2 separate regions of the Zea mays genome follow, and region 1 is linked to region 2. Evidence: chromatin contacts called from public Hi-C data. All regions are on one chromosome and are shown on one strand. Each heading gives the region's core, a stretch centred on a gene start, on an enhancer-like site or on the middle of the called end of the contact. The rest is flanking DNA. Distances are from core to core; before and after follow the strand shown. Region 1 holds the start of LOC542197 (INDETERMINATE-related protein 10). Region 2 has its middle 33 kb from the start of LOC103627529.

Region 1 (3,013 bases), core at 224-2,723, 260 kb before region 2:
CTACTTTTCACCTGAATTGATGGGAATTCATTCAGGTGAGGCTACGCGCTTTAAATGAAGTACTAGCTAGCCAGTAAACATGCATGTGACGACTGGGATGCGGACAAAATTAGCGGAAGGCACGAGATGACGGGAGCACACGAAGATGAAGATCTGCCGAAGAATATAGCTCCATTTCATGTAGTTCGAACCCAGCGGGGAACAAAGAACAACCTTCAACGGAGGATAACACAGCTTTGCATTATTGACGACGAACCACAAGTTCCAGAGAACCAAGAAACTTTAGATAAGATTTCCATAGAAATACGAAGAAGCTCTCTCTCTCTCTCTCCTGTATATATGAAGAAAATCGCGCCAAATCCCGGCCCCATAATTAAGATCCATTCGGAGAAGATGCATGGTTGGAACTACTGGAAAGGGTATTTATTTGCATGCCCGCTCGGGTTAATTACCTGGTAGGTTTCTCTTCTTCTTCACTGCCGGCGGGGTTGCCCCTGCCGCCTGGCCGGGCCCCGCCGACGACGAAGCGGCGTTGAGCAGCGGCGCAGGTGGCATCTGGTGCTGGTGCTGGTGCTGGTGCTGCTGCGCAAGCAGCGGCTTCATCTGGTCTTGGTGGTCGGCATCCCTAATTCCAAACATGGCTGCCACAGCGGCCGCTGATGAATTGGATGCCATCGCCGCCTCCAGATTTGTCCCTGAGAAGCCGGTCAAGAACAAGGGAATCTTTTCCCTTTCGGTAGCCGCCCTTGCCTCTGGGTTGTTGGACACTAGCAGGGCTGTCGATCTTCTCTCTACCCTCCCTTCACCAAAACAAGCAGCGGTCTCCAATTCAGGCAAGGCAAGAACAAACCCAAACTATCCAAGCAAGAACCAAGAGACTGTCACTACTGCTGGACGTCATGCGAGCGAGCAAGCAAGCGCAAGAAGATGTCAGAAAAGCTAGCTCTTTTTTTTTCCGAAAGAACCAAAAGGAAGGCGCAAAAGGAGATCGAATTGAAGGGAGAAGAAGCGCGTGAGTGTGTGGCTGGCTGCAAATTGATCTGAAACAACAAAGGAACCCGCACGAAGCTGTGGGGGGAAAAACAACAAGGGATTAGGGCTCGTCCAAGAACAACAAAACAACAAGGAGCGCAGGAAATCCAAGGCACGCAGTTGCACTCAAAACAAGCGAGAAAAGGCGACCGCGAGCAAAAGCTCGCAAACACCAAAATCCACACGTATAGAAAAGAACCAAAGTGATCGAGAAAAGGGAGATGACTTTGCTTCTCTTGTCGATACCTTCCTCCCCTAGCTCGTTCTCGAGTGCTGCCACTAGCTGTTGCTTGCTCTCGCTATGGTTCTTGCTGGCCTAGCATAGAACTCATGGCGAAGGAGAAGAAGTGGAGAGGAGGATATGGAGGAGGCTAAGAAGGTTGTTGTCTGATTTCTTTCTCATTCTTGTCATACTTTTCTCTCTCTCCTCTCTACTTTCCGTCGTCCTTCTTTCCACACTACTATGTGCTGCTGTGCTAGTAATATAACAACCATTTTATTTTCTGTATTTTTTTTGAAGAGAAATCGATGTGTGGTCTTTATCTCAACTTTCCCAAGGGCTAGCTAAGTGTAGAGTGAAATTATTAAAAAAACAGTAAAGTTTAATATATACATATGACTCACAGCAAGACAGGGACGTGAGAATAGAGACAGGGTACAGATGATGCCATGATTTGAGATGAGGGCAAAGCTCACGCAGAGAGGCAAGCGGTGTCGTGAAGCGGCTGATGACTTGGGTCCACCGACCGTGGGAGCTTGAGCTTGTTACCCTACGCTCACCACACCTCACACACGTCCGCTCGCTCGTGTGCGCTGCTCCGCGCATGTACACATGACACAGTACGCACACGAGCGGCTGGATTATCAGTTTTGAGAGGGAGATGGAGGTACGTGTGCGAAGCTCTTTTTTTTTAAAAAAAGTCCTGCTTTAGGTTATTACATCGTGTAAATTGGTGCAATGAATTATTATTTGATTTTTTTTGAAAGTTTAAGTTACAAAACTGCAGAGCCACATTATTAAAAAAATCTTCCGTGGGAGGAACTTTTTTCTCTATAATACACACAAAGTGACTGCGTAAATATTTTGACATAGAATTCTCTTCCTATATCGCATTACAAAAACAATTACACAAGCCTAAGATAAATAACTTGTAAAGTGTTAAGTTGGAGAATAACCTTTAGAAATAACACTTAAGTTCCCACAAAACATTGAGTATGCTGAATGCGCTAGCGCAAACCCGATTATAGCTTAGTCTCGATTGAAAAAAATCATTTAGTCCCGATTTTCCACCAAGACTATATATTTGGGAGTAAATACCGCGTTCTTTAGTCCCGAATAAGTTAGTTAGTATTAAAGAAGACCTTTAGTTTTGACTAGTGTTAAGATTTTTTTCTTTTATGATTTTTTCATTCAATTGTTTTTAATTTTAAATAGTGTCACATTCGGTTTTAAGAAGACAACCGAATGTGAATCATATATATGTCAAGATCAAATTTATGCACACAATGATGTTGTTAGTGAACATACCATCACTCAGTACTCAAATTTATGCGAAGCTCTTTTATTTGCTTTGGTTTGTGTTGGCATCAATCACCAAAAAGGGAGAGATTGAAAGGGAAATAGGGTCAAACCTTTTCCTAAATGATTTTGGTGGTTGAATTGCCCAACACAAGTAATTGGACTAACTAGTTTGCTCTAGATTATAAGTTCTAAAGGTGCCAAAGGTTCACAACAAACTAATAAAAAGTCCAAGAAAGGGTTCAAATATAAAGGAGCAAAACCAACCGAAGGCTGCCCTGGTCTGGCGTACTGGACTGTCCGGTGCACCACTGGACAGTGTCCGGTGCACCAGGGTGAATTCACTCGAACTGCTCAGCTTCGGGTTTCTGGGAATGCCACTCCGCTATAATTCACTGGACTGTCCGGTGTAGCACCGGACTGTCCGGTGTGGCAAGCGGAGCAACGGTCGCCAGCGCAACG
Region 2 (2,952 bases), core at 8-2,507:
CTCAAATGATATATGCTAGTGCCGTCAACTATTCAACTGTGCTGGTGCGTCAACTATTCCGCCATGACCCAACGCAGCCATGCACGCACGCGGCAGCACAGGCCCACGGCCACGAGGCCTACGGCCTCAGGCCTCGACCCCTCGAGCGGCGGCAACAGTGCGGCAGCCGTGCAGAACCAGCGGTGAAAGAAAAAGAGCGGCCGGCACGTGTTCGTGCAAGACGGATCGCAATAAACCACTCTCTCTAGCTCGCTAGGCACCGGATGAATGAATGATAAAAGGCAGAGATTGAGAGATGTCGAGGCGCGGACCTAACTACATTTGTAGCCAATCCATGCGCAGGCCATGTCAGAATTCAGCCGCGGGTATTTCTATAAATTTCTGCATTATGCTTATGATTTTAGCAACGTTTCACTGTTACTTTCTATCCGATGGGCCTGCCGGTAAGCGTCAAAACCACTTTCAATTAACCTAATTATGGATCGTCAGACCCGACCCAACCAACCGTATTTGTTTTAGGGCTTATTCGTTTGTACCGGATTGGTGGGTCGGAACGATTTCCTAATCGGATTGCTTTTCTAATTTATATAAACTTTAATTAGCTGGAACGATTCCGGTTGCAATCCGACATAAACGAACAAGGCCTTAGGGATTTACGAACCATGCTAAATAACCACGACCTGATTTTGACCTGATCCCACGTTTGTACCTGTCTTCTTTCAGTAGGGATTTACGAGTTTTAGGGCGTGGCGTTAAACGAATCTGACATGGCATAAGAAAAATAGAAAAAATATAATAAGAGTTTTATAGGGCGATAAAATTTCTTCACTCTCGCAGTCTCTAGGTAAACTAATTTCTAAGATTCGTATAGGTCAACTATCTTAGGTTTAACAAACTTTACAAAAAAAATAGTGCTTATAATATAAAATAAGTATATTATAAAATATATTATGTGTGATACGATGATATCTAACGATACTAATATAATATTATATGTTTTAGCGTTTTTTCTAGAAAAATATCGAAGTTTAATTTTTTTAAAACTCTAGCAAAACAATTTATTCAGGGACATAGAGGAGTTTTGAACACAGAATAGTACTGGAAACTGGCCTAGCCATTTCTGCGGCGCCAATCCCGGCCTTTCGCAGAACATTATCGGCCGGCCGCCGGCCCGACGTTTTGCGAACCTTGACGACATGCTCGTACTCGTCTCCTGCCCGAATAGCCTAGCTAGTGGCCCAGTAATGGATAGCCCATAAAAATCTGCCACGGGCAACCCAACGTGCGAACTGGGTAAAGGCCTATCGCCGCGTGCATGCCAGCAGGTTTAGTTAGCTCTTTTTTTTTTTTTGCATTTTCTTTGCTTTGGGGTCCCCTTTTCCTTCTAATATTTGTATCAATAATACCTGCTTATGGACTAAACACTAGACAGATGTATTTTAAAGCAAATACTCTCTCCGTCCCAGTTTATTATTCACTTGCCTTTTTTATCACAAGTTTTACCAACTCGTCTTATTCAAAAAAATTATAGAAAAAACAAATAATTCATTGTGGTTTTGTTTATTATCAAATATACTTAATATATGAATTAAATTTTCATCTTTTCATGATTTTTTTGAATAAGACGAGGGGTCAAAATTATGGTTAAAAAAGTGAAATGAATTATATTTTAAATCGGAGGGAGTACTATACATGCTTGCAAGCCGGGATGTGCGTTTGTGACAAAAAATGTCCATGTTGATGTTAGCGAAGAAGCAACTACTTTAATTAAGGGCTTGTTTGGTTAACTCTCAATACATGTGGATTGAGTGAGATTTGATGGGTTTGAATACTAAACAAGTCAGACTTTTTAATTTTTCCTAATCCCATCTAATCCATGTGTATCGGGAATAACTGAACAAAACCTAAGTGGGGTCCCGTGCTGATAGCCTGTCAAAATCTCTGTGCTGGAACCAAATTCAAACGGTCCATTCCTTTCAATTTTCTGAACAATTCAGGTAACAACACTAGCACGAGTTGATGCACTGTCCTTGCTAGATGTGTTGTGCTTGGTCTTGGAGGACGGGAGCCCATTGCCTGCACAGTTCGGAAGGTCCCTGAACTAGACGTGTCCCTAGCAAGTAGCAAGCGACACTCGCGTCTGTCTCACCATGTTGCTCCACGGACCGGACGACGGTCAGGCGATCCCCAGCAAGTCCAGCTGCGGCCAGGGGGGCTCAGGGTCAACCTGTCGGGCACCCACCCAACAAGGCTCTCGTTCCATGTCCCGACGCTGGCCGCGCCCTGTCTGGCAGCTTTCGAGTGTGCAAAAAATTTAGATGACTCGAGGGGCTTGGGGCCTTGACTTTAGGGGAACTTGGTGTGATCTCGCATCCATCCGCGGAGCCGCACGGGGGAAGGAGCGGAGGAGCCGCCGAGCTGGCCGCTTACCGCTACCTCCTTCCGCGTCGGTGTGTAGGGGTGTGGCCATGTACTCGTCCGGCGACCTGAGAAGATTCTGACCAGATTTAATTGGGTTTGATCTATTTTTATTTCACAATTAAATTAAGTAGAGTAAAAACATTTAAGGCTATAGTTACCGATAGTTGTAATGTGTATGTTAATAGTTTAATGAGTGCTAAGTGTATAATGCGCAAGGTGATATTTATGTGTTAGTGGTTCATGATAACTATTACTCTTTTCGTTCTAAAATATAATTCTTTGTAGGCTTGTAGCCCACTTTTCTTGGTAATGAATGATAATAAATATCGATATATATACGAACTATATTTATAAATTAATTAATAAATTTTAGTAGTAACTGACAACTGATTTATTAGTTTCATAAATTACTAGTAATGGACGATGCTATGATGTCCACTATCTAATTCTCTTTATTCATTTTTGTTTGCTGCTACATAAAAGGGCCCAACTTTTCTCGTTCGCATTCAAACAAGACCTTGACTAAATAAA

What was found. A called contact is a pair of places that touch in the nucleus more often than the background predicts.
Region 1: a contact with region 2 is called in a Hi-C map of endosperm, with 1.8 times the contacts expected there. The contact joins the promoter of LOC542197 here to the enhancer-like site in region 2. A contact is called at or near these places in 2 of 25 Hi-C or Micro-C datasets (ear and endosperm).

What each region holds. Positions count from the first base shown.
Region 1 is chr5:198,574,396-198,577,408 of Zm-B73-REFERENCE-NAM-5.0, reverse strand. It overlaps LOC542197 (INDETERMINATE-related protein 10), which reads right to left and starts at 1,473. Exons shown (of 4, transcript NM_001111811.2): 1 at 1,279-1,473; 2 at 453-800. The coding sequence starts at 675.
Region 2 is chr5:198,313,141-198,316,092 of Zm-B73-REFERENCE-NAM-5.0, reverse strand. No RefSeq gene overlaps it. Among protein-coding and RNA genes, the nearest start is that of LOC103627529, 33 kb to the right of the region's middle. Within about 2 kb of position 1,257, at least 19 of the 20 cell types and tissues checked have an H3K27ac peak or open chromatin away from gene starts, as enhancers often do. A contact at or near this core is called in ear and endosperm, where this site is marked.